2 separate regions of the Triticum aestivum genome follow, and region 1 is linked to region 2. A link is a contact called in public Hi-C data. All regions are on one chromosome and are shown on one strand. The core of a region is the stretch at or near the end of the contact, and the rest is flanking DNA. Distances in the headings are between cores, read along the strand shown.

Region 1 (3,010 bases), core at 53-2,552, 160 kb before region 2:
GGCTTTTCACCTTGATTCCTGCGATGGCGACGGCAGCCGAAGGGGCTCGACATCGGCAGGGCGGCGGGGAGCGGGGGGACGACGAGGTAACGGCAGGGCGGGCGGTCGGTCGCCGGGAGGCACGCCGGCGAATATGCAGGGGTGTGGGGCGACGCGAGAGAGAGGCTCGGCTTCTACTCAACTGCTGAGCGGTGGAGTAAATTTCGTGAGAAAGTTGAGGCCGGAGTAATAATTTTACTCCCTTACGGCGGATAAGGAATCGGCTAGCTTACTCCTCAAACGGTTATAAGAAATCGGTTAGAAATTCCCTAACCTAATAGCTTCCTGAAGTGCAACAGCTTGTATATTTGATTTGAATTGATCAAAACATGTGCTCACAACGCTGGAGAATTAAGTATGATAGTGAAGGACAAGCGCTTAAATATTTGACCGGCGGCCCCCATGACTTTGTTTGGCTGCCTACTTGTGTTTAGCTGATACATACATGTATGGTCGGTCTCGGACCCTCGCTGTCAGATTGAAAGTGTGCCCTGGTTTGTGCTGGTTGAAAAGGACCGATCGATGCAGACGGATCATACTTATCACGGGGATGTGGATTGCAAGATCACATGCATCATGAGCTTTGCTGTACCTACGAAATATGTAGCATTTTTGCATGCATCATGCAGGATGGAAGCTCCAAAGTCCAAAAGCATGCCCATTTTCCTTTTTTTTGGAACAAAAATTTCCATTAATTCTCGATATGCAATGTAAATATACTAATACATCATCGTATTCATTTTTTTATTTCCGTAATTACCGAGATTTGCAAGGGAGCTCGATCGACTTATTGACCGAGCGGTCGAGCAAGCATGCATGTCTTGAATCGAACCAGCTAGCTGCCTGCACACGCAGGGCCATGCATGCATGCGTGGCACAGTGCATAGTGGATGGCATGCATGCTTCAATTATCCTCTGGATCGTGTATGTGTGGCACGGAATACGACACCACATTGTTCATTTTTGTCATGCTCATGCATGCATGCATGCATGCATGCACCGATTTGAATTACACCCGGGCACCGGCGCATCTCGAGTGGTCGACGGAGACGAGCCACTTGGATCGAGAGCTGGTGAAAGCAACGTGTGAGGGATATATATCCATCCATGATCCAACCATGCGGCTCCGGGCCGTATGCATGTGACAACCTCCCCCATTTCCGGCCGTCGACACGTCCGAACACGGAACGCGTACGCGGCTTCGCCGGACTCAATGATCGATCATGGACGCGACGCCTCTTGGCTGGCGGTAGCCATTCAGCGACAGCGACGCCGGGCTTCCCTGAAAGGGACGCCGCCTCGGCTCACCGGTCGATCGTCAGGTACGTACTGTACATGATTAAAAGCCTGCTAATTTTGTCAAGCCCTCCGACACAAAAAAACATGTGAATCTAGCGGCACCCCACCAGAACACGTGCGCCTTTGCACGGGTTGCACGAGCAGCGTGGCGGGAAATTTGTTACGGGGATTAAAATTCAGATTAGTACCACTGTTAAACAACAGTGAGAAACGTAAGTGGACGTGTAAGACTGGGGCGCACCGTACGGTGGAAAGAGCAGTGGTACGTACGTCCCTGGACCGCCACTGGGTTCACTGCAGCCGCAAAGCAAAACCAAACCTCGTTGGCTCCGTCTTTTTCATCGGAGGAGTAAAGTTCTCGCTGGCCCTCCCTCCCCTGGGTTCACTGGCGCAGGAAACTGAGCCGGCCAGGCGTGCCTGCCTGCCTGCCTGCATCCGGCACGCACTTCTCCGGCACTCATCAACCATGGCCCTGCAACTGTACGTCGGTCTCTGCGTTCTGTTCCTCTGGCGCGGGCGATCGAGCCAGCCAGCCAGCCGGCGGCCGGTGGTCCGGCGCCAACGCGCGCGCCGTGGAAAAGTCTGTGCGCCCGCCACTGATCAGGCATGCTGCCTGTGTCTGTGCTGCGTAGCGTATGCATGCGTTTCTCTGCGATTTTGTCGTCCTCGTCGTCGCGCAGCAGCAGCAGCCATCACATCGGTGGTCAGTAAGTTGGAGTTATGGGGAGTGGCGCCGTGCGGGAAACGTGGAGGGCCCGGCCCCGCCACGCATGCCCATGCCCGCCGGGGAGCCGACCTGCCTGCCTGCTACCGCTGCCCGACCCGACCCGACCCTAATTTAAAGCCCCGTCCGTCGATCCCGTGGCGGGGCCGGCGACCCGGCCAAGCCCCGGCGTCTGTCTACTACTACTTTGGACTTTGCCCGAGCCATGCCAGTGCGCCCGAGCTCCAAAACGCCAGCGCGCGCCCAGGCCACCGCGCCCGAGCCCGGGGCCGGCGCTGCCCATGCGCATACCGTTTGACCGCTGGCTAGTGGCTAGGCTGACCGGCGCACGCACACACACGAGCGCACGCCATGGACGTACGTACGTTTGACACCATCCGTCAATCCATCCATGGATGATCATCGATCCATACGTGAACATGGGCGGGGTGAGACAGACAGACATGCGCGTATGGGCTTGTGTACTGCAAACGCATCGCTGACGAGGGACGGACGGACGGACGGGGACTGACTGGACTGGCAGTGGTGGTTGTTGGATTGACGACCCGCCCCATACCCCCATTACAGCACACCGACCGATCGAACGGGTCGACGGAGGCCGCGCGCGCGGGGAGCGGGGAGAGGCAGAGGTACTGGAGCGCGGACGTTGGAAGCAGTGGAAGGTGGGGGCAGGCGCCCCGCACCACACCACCGATGGATGGATCACCATGGCACGGCGGGCAGGACGGGGTCGTATTTAACGCCCGGCCGGGCACAGAATCTGAGGACGCGCGGGACCCGGCCGGTCAGTCGGTGCCGGTCGTCTTCCTTTTCCTCTCCGGCCGGCGGCCCCCCCTGCCATCGATGCGATGCGAGGGCGGGCGAGTGACTGGGTGTGCAGGCGGTGTACGTGCGAGACTGTAGTTCGTGGCAACTGATCCACGCCTCGTACGTACTCCGGCCGGCCCT
Region 2 (3,128 bases), core at 234-2,733:
GTGAATACCACCTTACATTCAAATCCATCATTGTGGCACCAAAATCTAAAATGAGCTTGGACATTCACGGGAATCTTGAATTCCGAACTTCACTCTTGAAAATGAAAACCATTGGTATGTGTTTTGGTGAGTCCAAAGCCCCGAAGTCTAAAGATGAATTTTGAGAAAAAAATGTCAGCATAAGAATTGTGCATTTGTAATATGAGAATCAACTACATATTACCCACCTAATGCACCATTTGATTTTACATAAAGATTCATGCGATTTTATAGTTTTACTTTTTCCCTCTGTTTTGTCTGATTTATGTTTTATTTCTTTTTTTTAACTTTCTCCATGTCGCGCGCAAATAGAATTCTAATCATAAACGGCTGCACGAAACTACAGTTGCATGCCAGTCGACCATGCACAATTGTAGTAGCATGCCCACACATCAATGTGCAACTGCAGTTGCACGCCCACGCACTGACGTGTAAATGTAGTTACATGATTGCTGACTGTGCGTAACTGCATGTCCATCGACCGCGCGCAACTACAGTTACACGCACGCGCACTAGGGTGCAACTATAGTTGCACGTCGTCCACTGTGTGCAACTGCATGTCCGTGGGTACACATGCCCAACAGCCGTGCACAACTATGTCAATTTTTAAAAAATACAATGGAGAAGGAGAAACTAAAAATAAAATGATGAAAAAAAAATCAAAAAACAGCAAAAAAGCCATATGCGGATGTCACCTATGGTAAAATTTACTTAAATCTCATCTTGATGAGAACTTGGGATAATTAAGTAGTTTGACAATTGTAGGGAGCGGATTAGGAGCACTCGGATGCTCCACCCCCCTATGTTCAAAAATAATTTAGTAATTCAAAAAAGGTCAAAAATCCCGGAACTTTTTTGGAATCAAATATGACCAGGTATTGTACGTGTATAAAAAATTTGGCCAAAGAATGATTCCCGTTGACTTCAAGGCAAAAATAAATAAATTTATGTCGACAATATAGCATGAATAATACTTTTATCTAGCTTTTGGGGCAAATCTTTGACCCCGGATACAATGAAAGTCATTCCCTGTTTAATGTTTTTATACAAGTGCGATACATGGTCATGTTTGATTCCATAAGAAGTTCCAGGGTTTTTTGAATTATTTTTGAATTACTAAATTAGTTTTGAATATAAGGGGTGGGTGGCGCCTTGCTCATATGTATTTTCCGACAATAGTATACAACTATAATGTGCGATGTGGGGGAGACAAAAGAGAGACCAAAGTTTGGAAGCCTTTATAAATAAATAAATTAAACAGCTATGTTAGTTGCACATACAGATATTTTTGTTAGTTGGGGTGTTGCCATCAGGAGTATGTAAGAAAGCGTGAATTTGATGGCTACAATTGCGCCTTGTTGATGCCGGGATCCGGACTGATCAAATCGATCAAGATCCGTATGGATAGGTGTGACAAGTTGGTTGTGTCCTTTTCCAGGACACCGACTTGTATGCCTCCTGCGCCAATTGAGTCTTCCTGTCTCTAGAAGCGCCAAGGAGCTATCAAGCTTAGCTTAGGCTGGTTATAATGGATAGTATCATAAGTTAGTATCATGCATATGATACTAGTGTATGATACTACCTCTCTAATGCATAGTATCATATGATAGTATTATAGATGACTTTATTTATTGTCATGCATGACACATACTAGTATAGCATTTATTATGATACGGTATCATGATATGATACTCAACCCTCTCTTACTTCATTTAATTCTATGCCACCTCATCAAAGTTGCCTAGTTGGCATGCATAATACTAGCTATGATACTCCCATTACAACCAGCCTTAGCCCAGCCAGCAGCAGCTGGAGAATCGCCAGCACGATCGTGACATACATCAAGCCAAAATCCAATAGCTTTAACGATGATTGGACTCTTCATAGACTTCAATTTAATTTGCATACAAAATTTGCAGCACCACAGCTGTCAGCCTTCTATTATTCATAATTAGTCTCTAGTAGACGCCATCAGGATATGTTCGCTCTGTTTTTTATAGGTAGATGCATTTGCTCTATCATGATGAAAATTCACTGATTTTTTGTCAACTACTAGGTGATGGCTGACGAATCCTGTGGAGACGGTTGTTTTTGTGCCGCTCGGGTTCAACGGCCGCCCGAGGATTCAACGGTCTGCATGGGCACGTTCACTGGATATTTTTTTTTAGCAACTGGCCACGTTCACTGGATGGCAATGATACAAATGGAAGGCCCAAATGGGAAACACAAAGATAAGCCCAACATGTCACACCAGCAGCATCACGTCTTCTCCCTTTCCCGTGATAATTTGGTAGTAGAATGATGGCCCTATTGACCCATCCATGCACTGGCCTTCCGCTTCCTCCGTAGTGCAACCTAAGCATTTAGGTCCAACTGGCTTTCTCCTAGGTAGTACTACAAAGATAAAGTTGTATCGATGGGGATTGATGGAAAAGATGCAAAATTATGAACTCTACAAGCCTAATTTTCCAAGACTGACTCATGAGTGATTCCTCTCATCAGCCCCGACTCCACATTGTCCCAACATCTTCTTTAATTTCCCATTTCATTCCCTGCAAAAGAGATGTCCCATCTTATGAATTTTATCGCTTTTGACGAAGCAGAGACCAAGCCCACATTGCTTAGGTTGGATTTCTATAAAAACTAAAGATCTCCTTTGATGGTTTTCTACGAAAGACAACACCAAGCCCACATTGACATAGCTCGAATGTCCCCATCTAACAAAGAGACAATACCTTATATGCTCGACAAATTTTCATTTCACTCCCAGACTCCCTCCATTCCATAGTGTAGTGTATATTGGGTTTTAGGTAAGTCCAACAAGTTTATGTTTGATTGAGATCGGTTATAGAAAAATGTCAACATCCAAAATGAAAAATTAGTATCATTAGATTCATCATGAAGTGTATTTTCATATTTTATTTATTTAGTATCTTATATGTGATAGTTTTTTTTATATACTTGGTCAAACATAAACATGTTTTTAAAAGTAGATATACAATGCATTATGGAACGGAGTGAGTATTAAGCTATACGTTCGAATTAGTCTGTAAACTTGGGCAGGTTTCTAGGTCACACTACCTTGAAAT

The links. Hi-C and Micro-C count contacts between places; a contact is called where the count stands out from the background.
Region 1: a Hi-C map of leaf shows a contact between it and region 2, with 3 times the contacts expected there. The contact joins two enhancer-like sites. A contact is called at or near these places in 2 of 5 Hi-C or Micro-C datasets (both in leaf).

The regions. Positions count from the first base shown.
Region 1 is chr3B:792,978,918-792,981,927 of IWGSC CS RefSeq v2.1, reverse strand. No RefSeq gene overlaps it. Among protein-coding and RNA genes, the nearest start is that of LOC123072472, 230 kb to the left of the region's middle. Within about 2 kb of position 1,302, at least 3 of the 8 cell types and tissues checked have an H3K27ac peak or open chromatin away from gene starts, as enhancers often do. A contact at or near this core is called in leaf, where this site is marked.
Region 2 is chr3B:792,818,631-792,821,758 of IWGSC CS RefSeq v2.1, reverse strand. No RefSeq gene overlaps it. Among protein-coding and RNA genes, the nearest start is that of LOC123072470, 140 kb to the right of the region's middle. Within about 2 kb of position 1,483, at least 2 of the 8 cell types and tissues checked have an H3K27ac peak or open chromatin away from gene starts, as enhancers often do. A contact at or near this core is called in leaf, where this site is marked.